3 separate regions of the Mus musculus genome follow, and all the other regions are linked to region 2. The links are chromatin contacts, called in public HiCAR-type and HiChIP or PLAC-seq maps. All regions are on one chromosome and are shown on one strand. The core of a region is the stretch at or near the end of the contact, and the rest is flanking DNA. Distances in the headings are between cores, read along the strand shown.

Region 1 (4,536 bases), core at 1,118-3,617, 1.4 Mb after region 2:
AATAATAGTTTCAGTTGGGCAACTATTACAGTCGTTCAGGTTAGAGAAAAGAAATGCAGTGTCTTAAAAATGGTGGGGAGGAAGACATAGGGTGTTTACATCGAAACTCCATTGGCTGTGGCTATGAGGGGCAGGAGGAAGTGCCTGTGTCAGGGAGACTTTGAGATAGAATGCTAGCTCCTCAGAAGTTTTACTGTTGGTTTGTGTAAACAGAGCAGAACATTTATACTAAATAGGCTACTCTGGCTTTGGTGGAATGCCGTGTGTGTGTGTGTGTGTGTGTGTGTGTGTGTGTGTGTGTTTAAGTAAAGCTTTCAACAAATGTTTTGGTAACTGATTCTTCTTTGCTGTGGTACCTGACTTCAGTATTAGCTGCATTGTGAGTGGTAGATAAAGGTGGTGGTTTGAGATTTGAATCCAAGACTGGTTAGTTTTTATACGAATGGCAGATTCCCTGGTGGGTGGGTCATTAGCTAGAATCAGGAAAGACAGTTTCTCCTAGGTGAGTGGGACCCCCCCTCCCCACAAGTGGCCAAACACCATAGAGAAACCAAACAAAAACACAAATAATGTCCTCTTTCAATTTAAAGTGTAAAACTTGCCAAGCAGTGGTGGCAGACACCTTTAGAGGCAGGTGGATCTGTGAGTTGGAAGCCAGCCTGGTCCACAGAGTGAGTTCCAAGCCAGCCAGGGCTACACAGAGAAACTGTCTTAGAAAACAAAAACAAACTAACAAACAACACCCCTCAATTATTTTAACTACTCTCTAACCCTAGATCCCCACTAGGCAAGACATCCTGAGCCCCAACCACGAGCTCTCCAAAGGACAGCAGTATATACATACACTCACAAAACCATAATGACATGAAATGATTAACATGTGACTGAAGGAATGGCACAAACTGAATTTTCAATAATCGCATTCTCCCACCCCCCTCCCCCCACCTTTATGTCTTTCCAGACAGGGTTTCTCTGTGTAAATAGCACTGGCTGCCCTGGAACTCGCTTTGTAGACCAGGTTGGCTTCAAACTTACAGAGATCCATCTGCCTCTGTTTCCAAAGGCGTGCACTACCACGCCCAGCTGCATATCGGGTTTTTGTCTTTTTGTTTTTTTTACGTAGGAAGAAAGGAAAACATCAAACATCTTACCACCCAAACCACCCAGCTGGGGTCAATTCATACATTGAGAAATGGCTGAGGAAAAAAAAAAGGCAAGAAGATTCTGTACTGACTTAAAACAAGTTGCCTCACACCAACCCAGAAAAGGTTACATTTTCAACTTGAGCTGTAATTTTCACGCAAAAATCTGAACCAAGATTTACCGATTATAGCGGCATCCGATATCACATTCCCCAGACGTTTTCTGTAGAATACAAATTAGGTTATCTAGTCCGCAGGGAGGAATCCCACTATCTATGTAGCCTGCTAAGATTTCATCTTTCTTTACCATAGACACTGGATCCAAGTTTGGCTCTAAAAGGATCCTTTGTTTCACACCCAAGTTTGGCTCCCACGTACAGCATCGTCAAGCTGAGGTGATGAAAACTGAACCCACACCGCTTGCCTCCCAGGCAAACCTCTGACCACTATACATTCCCCCAGCTCCATTCAGATACCTAGTCATGCAAGGTTCCTTTCTTCAACATCCATCTTCTCCAACCCTTTCCCCAAACAGCCCCTCGGGTCGCCACCGAGCCACAGACAGGAAATGGGGCTGGCGCCCCTCCTTTTCAACCTTGCTCGGAGCCGTGGGTGTGGACGACCTCGACTGCAGATCCCGGGGTTCCCCAGGATTCTGCAGGTCCAGGTTCACTGCCCCTGGGCTGACAGGCAGGACCATAGGGGCTGCATGGTCCTCGGATGTGATCACTAGAGAGGGGAGGCGGCAGGCGGGCCTGGCAACCCCGAACCCGCGCGGCCCCGCACATGCCACGTCAGGCCGTACCTGGCTCGTAGCGTTGCTGGCTGCGGAGCTCAGGAGGCGGCACCCAGGGTCGGGGTCCGGGCTGGGTTCAGCTTCCCTCTTGGACCTCACCCGCAGCAGCCGCCCCGCCCAGGTGTCTTCTGATTGGCTTCTTGCACTTTTGCTTCCGGGTGAGAGGTCGCCCGGTCGCCCCAGCAACCGAGGCCCGCTCTGTCCTAGAGCCCAGCTCCCTCCAGCCTGCCGAGCTGGCGAGCCTAGGGGAATCGCAGAGTCGCGAAAGCCTGTCCTTCACGTCTCCATCAAGTGAGTGCGCTTCCTCTCGGGAGCTGATGGACCCGGAGCCAGCCGCAGCATCCACTCTGGGGTGGAGGGGCACCGACAGCCCGGCGTCGGGGGATCCGGAGATACAGCGTGGGCCCCCGAGTCTGTGGGTTCGCTGTGCCTATCACTCCGGATTTGTTTCCTTTACGGTGCCAGATCAATGGCAGAGGTTCCTGCTAACTCACATAATCCAGAAATTTGAATGTGGAAACGTCACCCCCTTATTTAGAGAATATTAGTTTCTGTAATCGAACTCACACAGATAAGGTTTTACCTATGTAATACAGTGAAGTAAGCCTGTACAAATGGAAAAGAAATTAGCTTGATGTTTCTAGACTAATATGGCTGCTGATTTTGGTACAATGACAACTCAACATGGTTGAAAACACAAGTACAGTTTTCAAAAATTAAACGTGTGTTTAATATATATACATATTTAATATATTATATAATATATATTAACATATAATATATTAATATTATTTTAAATATAGGTATATGTTTATATGTGTATATATTTATATATGTGTATATATTTTTATATATGTATATATATCTATGTATATGTATAAAGAGCAATAATAGTATGTTATGCATCAGTAATAACAACAGCTTTTTCAGGTCCTGTAGTCATCTGAACAAAATTGTAGACGTCTAGCCTCGCCTTAAAAACAAACAAACAGAAAAACACCACCAAACAACTAGAAACAGCACAGGTCTGTGACCATTAGGGTACCAGCACAATATATATATGTATATAAGTATACACATATACATACATGTGTGTGTATTGTACATATATAATTATATGTATATTATATATATGTATGTATATTATAGACATATAATTAGCTTTTAAATCATCTGTAAAGAAGACATCCTGAGTAATATTGGAACCATCTTTGATAAAGCTACCAATTCATATCATGCAGCAGGTAGGAGATATTTTACACTCACATGATACAGTGCTGCCCCCACATTTGTAACACTAGAGGGCGAAAAAGGCATTTGAGACTTCTTTTTACTTTTTTCAGCAGAGGGCCAAATGCTGGTGTGACATAGCTCTGTAAAAGAAGTGCACTCTTTTAGATAGGAATTCCTTTCAGTAGTGTTCAAAGTATTACACTCTCACGAAACAACAAACAAACAAACAAAACCAAAAAAAAAAAAACCCTGAAAACCAAAAAGGGGAAACATTTCCCCGAGATAAAGCCGTACAAGACTATGCTCATCAAACGTGGAAATCTGAAGAGCGGTTGAGGACTGCTTCATTTCCTGTATGATCAGTTGTGTTTAGTAGTGTCCTGCTTAGTAGGCGTTTAATGATTCTGTCTCAAGAGCCATTCATTCCCTAGATAAGCATTTTCTGTTTGTACTCAATACCGAGTCAGGTGGTGGGAGGACATTTCATCGATCTATGGTCCCTATTTTAGTGTAGGTGACTAACTACACATAAGCATTGCTTTACTAAGACCCCTAGTCCTGGAACCAGAGGAGTTTAAGGATGAGAAGAAGTCAGACAGACTTTGCAGAGGGGCCATCTACAGAGTTGGACACTAGCCTGCATGGCCTACATAGGTTCATCCTTTTAGTCAAAAGTAAGAATGAGACATTGAGGTAGAATCTGTTTCTACCCAAAGAAGACGCTCGTGCCTCCGGGAGAGCACAGCATAGCTGCAGTGGGCACTGTGAGCAGATTTCGTAATCTGATAAGCATTGTTAAAGCATCCACTACTGCCTGACTGAAAAAAAAAAGTTAACTTTGTACTAATAAAATCATACAAAATAAATTAAAATAGGCCATCTAGGGAAGATAATTTATTTCCTCAGGACTCTGCACCAGCCAGTAGAAATGCCAGTGTGTCTGTGTGAAGAGAATTTACCGGAATCCTGCTGAAAGCACATGTGCTGTGGGTCTCATGATATTAAACTATTTAAACTTACCTTTATTTCCCTCAATCTCTTAAAGCTTCGTCAGAAGTATATAAGATCAAATTTATATTTCCAAATGGAGACACATACGGTAAGCATGCATCTTAATTATCTTTTCATATAGGAAATTTGTTTTATAAAACCTTTTTTTTTCAATTCTATGAAAAATTTAATTGAAAGTTTTCAAATTTTTCTCTAGAAATATCACAGTACTTTTCTTTCTAGTAATGCTATCTTGTAAAACACTATCATAACCCAATTCCTATGTTTGTTGTTTCTACGATTATAGATGCTATTTTAAATACCTAGTACTCTCCTCTTTCTTATTTCTCTGAAAGCTGTCTAGCTAATTTCCCA
Region 2 (4,652 bases), core at 1,287-3,786:
GCCATCTCTCTAGCCACTCAAATTCTTGTAGTGAAAAGGTCAGCTCAGGAACTTTGGGAAGGTTATGACACCCCTCCACCCCCCCCAAGCCCCCCCACCCCCCAGACAAGGGAGAAGCTAATTAGCATTTCTTAGACCACAGGGTAGCAACGGACCTGTGGGTGGGTGGGGACACATTCCGCAGGACTGACTGTTGCTCACTTTCAAACAAGGTGAAGTCCTTGTCACCTCATTCCCTAAAGACTAATCAGTTTAAAGGGTGCACTGTTCTGCCAATCATATTGTGCCGAGTTGCTAATGCTCTGTTCTGCCCCTGGAAACCTTATAAAAACAGCCTAACTGGTGATGGTGGTTGCTGCCTGTCCTTCGGGTCTGGGATGACCCCAGTGCACTGGAACAATAAATTCCTCTTGCTTTTTGCAGCGATCCTGGCTCCACATGGTTCACTTAGGGGGATCCCTGGTAAGAATGCTAAATCTGTATGGTAGCTTGCCTCATCAAGTTCCGCAGTAAATTCAGTTTTGAGACCATAAGCAACTTGATCACATGTCTCAAGTAATAAAATCTGTTTATCATTTGGTTTTAACTTTGTCATCTTATTTATGAAAAGTAAATGATTTAGTTTTAGTCAGTGTCAATGTTTTAAAAGAACTCCTGGGACTGGTGCTTATTTATTCCTTCATTCCATGAAACCCACGGTTTTGAGGATTTTCATAACATACATTTGTCATGCTTTTGTGCATACATGTTCTTGATGTGCTGTATAATGATACTCCATTACATGTAAGCACAGGGTGGCTTTTGCATCCTCTTCTATTGGTTTTACAAATGTGTTTCTCTCTTTTACCTGCCATTAATGGGGTATCAACCAAAGGAGATATATTGATGGTGGACAAAGAAAATGGGCTTAACATATATTTTATTGCGCCATATAAGTTCCTTGATTTAGTTGTGTCTTCTAAGGACACTAAATACATCATTTTTGGATGACATTGCATTTGTCAAAAAGACCACTAATAAAAATGGCTAGTTGAGCCATGTCTTTGTCATTGCGTTATTGCTCTTAAGAGACACCACAACCAAGGCAATTCATAAAGAAAAAGGACTTAATTGAGAGCTGACCTACAGTTTCAGAGGTAATTTACTGTCTACTTGGTGGAGCTGGAGAAGTCGCTGAGAGCTCTACAGTCTGATCCATAGGCAAAGAGAAAGACTGGGTCTGGTGTGGACTTTTGAAACCTCAAATCACACCCCCAGTGACACACTTCCTTCAACAAGGCCACACCTTGCACCTTGTTGAATCCTTATAATCTTTTTGACACTTGTACTCCCTGGTGTAACTTTAATTTTTCCAAATCCCATTTAAAAAAAAATATTTATTATTATATGTAAGTACACTGTAGCTGTCTTCAGATGCACCAGAAGAGGGCGTCAGATCTCATTATGGTTTTGAGCCACCATGTGGTTGCTGGGATTTGAACTCAGGACCTTCAGAAGAGCAGTCGGTGCTCTTAACCACTGAGCCATCTCTCCAGCCCTCAAATTCCATTTTTAATGATGGTTTTTAAACACTTTAACCTTCCTTGTAACCCACCACTCACCAGAGGTAGTGGGAAAGAAAGGATACGGGGGGGGGGGGGGAAGTGGAACTGTTTAGAAAGGTTCTTTGGAGCAACTCCCTTCTGTGTTGTCTGGAAATCAGTTCAGTTCACAGGTTAGCAGGCAGCGGTAGTTGGATCCACTGGCAAACACCTCATGGATACAGTTCTGTAGAGTCAGGTTAGCAACAGCAGTGACATGTCCAGATGTTCGAATCAACAGTCGGAACCAACAGGAACAGGGAATCGAAGATGCAAGATCCATAAGTGTTGCACAGTTAGCTGTACCAGTGAGCCAAGTCAAGCCAAGCCAAGCTAAGCTAAGCCAAGCCAAGCCACTCCCCCTCCCCCAATTTCCATTATGTTTACCTTGAACGTTTTGTTGGGCAGCATTCATAGCTTCCTGTGTTTGCTTGTTTGAGACAGGGTTTCTCCGTGCAGCCCTGGCTGTGGATCTCTGAGGACAGACTGCATTTTAATAAAAGTGGATATAGTCTGACATTCCAGGCTTTGTCATGCACGTGGTCCCTCTTTAGGCATTCCTATGCCCCATCTCCTATCTTTCCTTCCCTTAGGTCAGCCCTCTTCTTGACTATTGGGCAGCACCTAGGCACAGCGCTTCTCACCTTTAATGTGTAAAGGAATTGTCTAGGAACCTGGCTAAAGGGCAAATCCCAATTTAGGGTCCCACTTTTCTGGCCACTCTCTGGCGATGGGTTGTTCCCGTTCTGATACATTTTGGGTTTAGAGTGGGAGAGACGATCCATGTGCAGAGTTTGGAGATGGTGTCCTGGGTTCAAATGTGAATTCTTTTACTTGGGTGTGACCGCGGGCAGGATAACCTTGCCTAAACGATACCAGCTTCCCACAGCTAGTTAGGTCAGGTTCCTCTGTGGGGCGTGGCTAAAGCTGGGGGCGTGGCGCTAAGACCGTGCGCTTGCGCAGTCGGGTTGCGGAGGCCTCAGGTAAGGACCGGGCAGTGTTTCTTGTCCTCTGTTCCCCAATGTGTGGCGCGTGGGGTCTGTGACATTCTTGGGTGTGGGGAACACTCGAGCGAGCCCGCCCCGCAGGCGCAGGAGCGCGAGCGTTTCCGGGTCGCCGAGCCGCGACGCATGCTGGGACCAGGACCCCGGGTAAGGCTGGGTGCTCGCTGTTGGATCCTTGCAGGGCAGCAGCCCCCGGTCGCAGCGCCGCCTTTCCTCCCTCGGGCCTACACTGGAGCACACGCAGGGTTGCTTCTCCTGCGCTGCAGCCCCAGGCGCTCCTGTGCAACAAGGCTCCGTGGTCTTTGGTCTCCCTGAGCCATCTTGTCTGGACAGTGTGTCTCTGGTGACAAACGTGCTTTATTATTAAGTAGACAAGTCCCGAAGCGCAGGGCTTTGGAATGTGGCACGTCCATCAGTTTTTAAGAAATTAAGTGTTTTATTAATATCATTATTTGGACTGTTTGATATCTTAGCATCACTCTCTTCCAATCAAAAAAGATTTCGCTCAGATCCCGTAAGTTGTGGAACAGGATGCAGGCAGGTGTGCCCTGTCCTCGCCCTGAAACCTTAAAACCGCCCTTGAGAACTTAGAACTGAGCGGGACCGTCAGTGATTTAGCAGAGTACTGGGAAATCGAGGAACACAGCTGTCCCTTCTGCCTCCTCCCCAGTTTTTTATTTGCTTCGTTTTAAAAATGAGAATAATACAGTTTTTTTTTTTTCTGGTCCCTGAGTAATTCCCATTACTAAAGTGAAAAACGAACGTTGGAGGAGGGACACATGGTAACAGAGTCCAAGGCGAATCCTGATAGTGTTTAATTATTTTCATGCTTAGATACCATGAAAGGGACGTAAAAGCAGGGGAAAGGACTGGCTGATCCTGAACATTAAAGAACAGCCTGTCTCAGCATTGAGCAGTGGGAAAATATCAGAATATTAGATCAAAAGCTTAGTAGTTTGGGGTTATAGGGAGTTAGTTATAAAGCCTGAGCTACCTTTTGCATATTTAGCAAGACAAAACCTTATTTACTGGATAACGGTTCTTCAAAGACACCTTCTTTTGACTGTTGGAAACTGAGCCTACTACTCATGCTAATAGCTTGCATGCTCCCGTTCTCGGTTTGTCTCTGCGTACAGGGGGGAAGACTTCAGTTACTCGAAGCTTTGCCATGGACTGGGTCACCACCAGTCAACTTCTCCCCCATGGGCCAGGGCTTTGTATAAAACCTGGAGTGACTTCACGGGGGGGGGGGGGATTACTGGGGTGCCTGCCACCCTAGTCTTGCTGAATCAGGATCTGGGGACTGGGAAGTGGTCTGAAGGCTTAGGAACGCACGCTGCTTTGGGGATGGTGCATTGAAGTGTTCCAACACTGAGACTGCCTTAGAGCCAAGACTGGTTTGCTACCGTCTGGTTTCATATCCGTCTAGGAAAGGCATGAACTGTGGTGCAACTTAACAAAAGTACCTTCCTCTTGCAGGGCAGTCTCCAAAAGGGCCTTCCAATGCTGTTCCTATTATTAGACTGTATTATAATTCCTAGGTCAGCTAAAAAGTTTCTCTCTAACAGACACTAAAAAGCCTTAGTTCCTCCAGTTTTGCTTTGTAAAGAGCTCTATACCTTCTCAGAATTTCTGTGGTTTATCACACTCCTTAGGCATGGAGATCGGAAACTGCATGTAGGAATGTCTAAACGAAACACATACTACCCTTGAGGTTCATACAAGCACTGAGACTGGGGGTGGAGGTTTTTCTTTATAGATGTGGCAACAGAAATCTAAACATGCTCATCCATCCATGTTGTTAATGTAGGATGGCTCGGATCATGGAACCGCTGGCGAGGAAGATCTTTAAAGGAGTGCTAGCAGCTGAGCTTGTGGGTGTCGCTGGAGCTTACTGTCTGTTTAAAAAGATGCACTCCAGCCAAGGTAAACTCAGCTCAGCAATTGTTTTCTAGCAGGGGATGCACTCAATGTTGGTGACATTTCTGGGCAAAAATGTTTCTTGAGACTGAAGGTATCGGACGTTTTTATGGGCAGGAGGGGAGCGAGGCTGTTATTGTACCTGCAG
Region 3 (4,611 bases), core at 590-3,089, 1.1 Mb after region 2:
CAGGAGCTGAAGAAAGAGCTCATCCAAAAAGCACACAGTGCTCTTGCAAAGACAGCCCAAGAGCTTGACTCCCAGCACTCGAATCTGGTGAGTCGCAATGAAACTACCTGTAACTCTACCTCTAAGGAACACTAAAACCTTACTAGGCTGCCATGGGTACTTGTTATGAACCCATACATGTAACTTTTTTTTTATTTAAGCTAGACCAACAAAAATTCGAACTTTAGAAAGATAAGCGGCTTCTGATTAAAAAGGGTTGGAACACCTTAATTTTTGGAAGGTGTGCATAACTTCGTCAACTTCTGCTAAGATTTGATCTCAAATGTATTAAGTGTTTAAATAATATCTTAAGTCGTCAAGACCGTTTAAAGGCCCCCAAAAGAGTCAAAACCGTTCGGATTGGTTTGTTTCCTTAAAGTCTCCATGGAACTGAAGTTGTGGGTTGCGCTGTCCACATTCCTCCAGCCTCCAGCTAAACGTTTCTGATAAAGGAGGACTCGAGGAATGTGTGACTGAATTCCCACAGCTCTGCATTCATTTCCTTCTGTGGGGGACAAACTTGAAGTACATTATGAATGAAGAACTCTCGTCATCTGAACGCCTTTTATTTGACAGCAGGGACAGACACACACACACACACTTAGATCACCGGCCCACTCATTTCTGTAACAAGAAAACTTATCTTGGCCATTGCCTGGCCTGAATGAACCCCATGCCCACAAAGCCTTTTCTATAGAAAGATATTAAACTAGCGAGGGCTAAACTACGGGGAGAGCACGAGGGCGCAATTTGTCATTGCATCGCGGTTCCCACGGAGACGAGGCCACGAGAGCCTTCCCGTTATGGTTGCCCAGCGTGAGGATGATGCGGGTCGGGGAGGCCGGGTCCCCAGCACAGCCTCGGAGCCGGAGTTGCTCAACTAACAAAGAGCGGATCCCGCCGAGGGCGCGCGGCGCAGCCTCCCGGAGCGGAAGCGACACCCGCCCGCCCCCGCCGCCCCCACCCCGCTACCCTCCCCAAGTTCAGGGCCCGGACTCCGGGAGGCCCGGCACCCCAAGCCCACCCAAAGCCGGCATTCGGGATTCGGGGATCGTGGGCAATAAAGGAAAGAATCAGTCCGAGTCGCCAGCTACGCGCTCGGCGTGCACGCAGCGGCAAAGGCGGCCAGGCCGAACCCCCGCCGCCGGGCCCTGCTGGAGGGACGCGGCGCGGCGCCGCGCTTTGTTACCGTGGACAGGGGCATGCTCCGAGGGCCACCGCCGCTGCCACCTTCGTCGCCGCCGCTCCCTCCCTCATCGCCGTCGCCTTCGTCGCCTTCTTCTCCACCTTCGCCTTCCTCGCCGTCGCCGCCGCCGCCGCTGCCTCCGTCTCCGTCGCCTCCGTCGCCGCCGCCGCTGTCGCTATCGCTCCCCGCCTGAGGCGTCGCTTCCTGGCGATTCTCGCTCTCCTCGGCCGAGTAGACGATCTCTCCCTCCTCGGTCTTGAGGCGCTTGGCCTGGCTCTCGAACTCCCGGTCCTCCTCGTACGTCTCCTCCTTGGGGGAGGAGGAGGAGGAGGAGGACATGGCGGCGGCGGTGGAGACGGCGCGGGAGACGGGCCTCAGATGTCGCTGATCGGTCCCCGCCGCGGGCTGCGCCTCCTCGGCGCGGGTCTGAGCTGGCCCGGCGTCCTCCGCGGCGCGCTCCAGGAGCCCGTGACTGAGAAGGGAGCGCGGGCTGAGGGGACGCTTCCCTTTATCTCTCAGCCAGCCTCCAGCCTCTCCCTCCGCCAGCTTCGCGGCTCCCAGCCCCGGGGGGGACGCGAAAGTAAGGATGGGGCCGGGCCGTGGCTTCCGGTCTTCCCTCCTCCCTGATCCGCTCCCCGCCGCTCAGGCGGAGCCTCCACCCCGCCTTGACTGCCGCCGGGCGGGATGGGATCCAGGGCCCGAGAGTTTCCGCCCCCTTGCCGAACTTCCGCCTCCTATTGGAAGAGCGAAAGTCGATCTGGCTTCCAATTGGCTGGAAGAACTGCTCGTCAGAATCCCAGCCTGGACTCTCGCTGGGCTCCGGTCGGGACCGTGCAACGCCCGCTGCGCGCGGTTCCGCAGCGGTTGCAGCCCCGTGGCGGTTAGCGCTGTTAGGCCCTGGCCGCCGCTGAGATACCGGGTGAATGTGAGGAGCCGGCGATGCGTTCGGCAGAGTCGGGGCTGTGGGTGTTAACCGCCTTCCCGCTAATTTGAATGCTTTTCTTCTTCATTTTAAAAAGATGAGGGAGACCTGGAGAATCTTTAAAAAGATGAGGGAAACCTGGAGAATCTCCGCGCACCTAACCACACACAGCCCCCGAAAGCGCGTGGACTCTGCGCCACTAACTAAACAGAACAACCGTTAGCTGTTACTGACTGTGGCGAGCCAGCGAGATGATGCACACAGGTCTGCGCAGGGCATAGGTGACCTGCAAACCGGACCTATTGCTGCAGACATACCTATCCAAGTCCCTGCTGCAGTTACATATTCTCAACCTTCCTCTAAAACCCCTATTCTCACTGTTCTGAATGATCGTCTTCATTTTCCAAAATAGGAAACTCTCACAATCCTGTTCGTTTCCAGCCCACAACTCACTTCCTCTGTGAAGCCTAAAGACTGTTTTAAGGTTTTTAGCTGTTTCTATTTGCAAAAGGCCTTTGAATAACTAAAGGTGTTGTTTTAAAACAAAACAAAACTGGACGTGCTTAAGGGCAGGTACTGTGTTCATTTTTATAATCTAGTTCCAGTACAGTTCACCCCAACCCAATCCACCCCCGAATGGATTTCAGTGACCAACTTACTGGGTTGAAATTATGGTGTCTAGCTAGCAAGAAACCCACCGCGCCCTAAGTGCCCTGTTACTTTAAGCCTTGGAAAACTAAGATTCGTTCTGCGCACTTGTTTTGAACCTCTTCCTTTCCCAGTTGTGGGTTGTTCCCTCCTCTAGCCTGTTTTTTTTCCCCCAAAGGCATTTCTTCCCCCAGAAAGATGTGTGATCGTTCTTTTAACATATGTTGCTTTCTCCTTTATACTTTGCGTCGCTTGTCATTTTAGAATCCTAAGGAATCTAAGCGTTTCTGCAAACTGTACCACTGTGTGTGAGAGAGAGAGAGAGGCCGCTTGCAGAACTGAAAATTAGAAATATGTCTTTAAAATTAAGATAAGACTGACGTGTACCGAAGAAATATCAAAGAAGGAATTGCAGAGCTGGGGACAGATAAGGAAACGTCCTGAGCGAGAGCAACTGCATCCGCAGTCAGAAAAACACTGCACCAGTTTTGCCCAAAAGTTTTTGTCTGAGTCAGATGCTCCATACAAATTGACAGTGCAAAAGTTTCTGTGCAAGAAAGTTCAGGTACAAAAGTTTTAAAAGCTAAGATCTAAAAGGCGTAGGTTTAGGGCTGGAGAGGTGGCTCAGCAGAGGCGGTGCAGCCCTCAGGGAAGCATAGGAGCTTCCCGGTGCTCTTCCTAGGGATCCGATGCTCTCCCTTCTGACACCTTCATAGTCACCATGTCACTGAGCAGTGTTCTGCAGGGACTGTCAAGATGGCCGCACCTGTCAAAATGGTGGCATCAGTTAAAACAAAGTGGGTGGGGGGAAAAAGCACCAATCACTGAGCAGGAAAACCAGCCAATCCCTGAACTCCCTAAGATCAAGACTTGAAATCCTACCAATCCTGACTCTGGAAGTCTCCACCCTCCTAAGAAATCCTCTATGTGCCTGCCTTTTGTCCAATCCCCGGCTGTCCTCTCCCCAGGAGCAAAGAGGGCAGCCACCTCTGGACTCCTCTCTCCTCCCCCTGGATTCGACCTTCCAATAAATGTCTTTTATGAGATGTGCTTCCTGCTATGACTCTTTCATCGGAAGAGGGCAAGAAACAAGAGAACAAGGGAAGGATGCAAAGAAGCAGAGTGTGGCTGGCTGGGACTCCTGAGCCCCTCAGGTCAGCACGGGAGATGCTTCTCTAAGAGCTGCACTGCCTCTGCTGACTTCCTCTCAGCTGTGTGGTTCCTGAGCTCCTGTTTCTAGGGATGCCCTTTCACTGGGCTGCCTTCTCCCCTCAGAGCTGTGTGGTTCCTGGTCTATCTGAGCAGGAAGGCCAACACACCACGCATCCATGTTGTACACAGACATACATCCAGGCAAAACACAGATAAAATAAATGAATACATCTAAAAAATAAGTTTAAAAGCCTAGTTATCTTTAGCCTTTCTGTCCTTATTTATGTATGTATGTGAATATGTAGGTATTTATTTTGTAGGAGCCTTAACTGGCCTGTAACTTTGTAGTTCAGTCCCTGCCTCCCTAGTCCTGGGATTAAAGCAAGCAGTACTAGTCCTCTCTTTGCCCATTTTATAGTAGTTTCAGTATCAAAGACCAGGAAAGAAGGATAAATTAATTATAGCTTGTTTGCCAGAGAAATTTTCTTCTGGTGAAGTGTATAGTTCCCAACATATTTTTATTTCAAATCGTGGAGAGCTGGAAATGAAGCCACTGGCATGTGGTGGGCCCTGGGCTTGAGTGCCCAGACTACATTTTTTTTTTTTTTTAATTAAAGATGGCAATGTAGAATTGGGAAATTAAATGTTTTGATTGTTTTTCTTT

Evidence for each region. HiCAR-type assays count read pairs that join an accessible place to other places. HiChIP or PLAC-seq counts read pairs in DNA pulled down with a chosen protein or histone mark.
Region 1: a HiCAR-type map of astrocytes shows a contact between it and region 2, with 4 times the contacts expected there. The contact joins the promoter of Dhx57 here to the promoter of Cebpzos in region 2. A contact is called at or near these places in 3 of 39 promoter capture datasets (the SN4741 cell line, hippocampal neurons and liver), 1 of 484 Hi-C or Micro-C datasets (B cells), 3 of 115 datasets of contacts at active chromatin or transcription factors (astrocytes, embryonic forebrain and microglia) and 1 of 9 other capture datasets (liver).
Region 3: a contact with region 2 is called in an H3K27ac HiChIP or PLAC-seq map of thymic regulatory T cells, with 7 times the contacts expected there. The contact joins the promoter of Hnrnpll here to the promoter of Cebpzos in region 2. A contact is called at or near these places in 3 of 39 promoter capture datasets (cranial neural crest, embryonic stem cells and pre-B cells), 8 of 115 datasets of contacts at active chromatin or transcription factors (the NIH/3T3 cell line, astrocytes, embryonic limb bud and 4 more) and 1 of 9 other capture datasets (embryonic stem cells).

The regions. Positions count from the first base shown.
Region 1 is chr17:80,288,109-80,292,644 of GRCm38.p6, forward strand. It overlaps Dhx57 (DEAH (Asp-Glu-Ala-Asp/His) box polypeptide 57), which reads right to left and starts at 2,368. Exons shown (of 24, transcript NM_001163759.1): 1 at 1,948-2,368. It overlaps Morn2 (MORN repeat containing 2), which reads left to right and starts at 2,104. Exons shown (of 5, transcript NM_194269.2): 1 at 2,104-2,229; 2 at 4,217-4,270.
Region 2 is chr17:78,913,963-78,918,614 of GRCm38.p6, forward strand. Cebpzos (CCAAT/enhancer binding protein (C/EBP), zeta, opposite strand) reads left to right here and starts at 2,537. Exons shown (of 5, transcript NM_001177403.1): 1 at 2,537-2,731; 2 at 4,395-4,510. The coding sequence starts at 4,396.
Region 3 is chr17:80,060,429-80,065,039 of GRCm38.p6, forward strand. It overlaps Hnrnpll (heterogeneous nuclear ribonucleoprotein L-like), which reads right to left and starts at 1,840. Exons shown (of 13, transcript NM_144802.4): 1 at 1,229-1,840. The coding sequence starts at 1,564. It overlaps 4933407O12Rik, which reads left to right and starts at 1,794. Exons shown (of 2, transcript XM_006525248.3): 1 at 1,794-2,144; 2 at 2,245-3,034. The coding sequence starts at 1,812. The coding sequence ends at 2,370.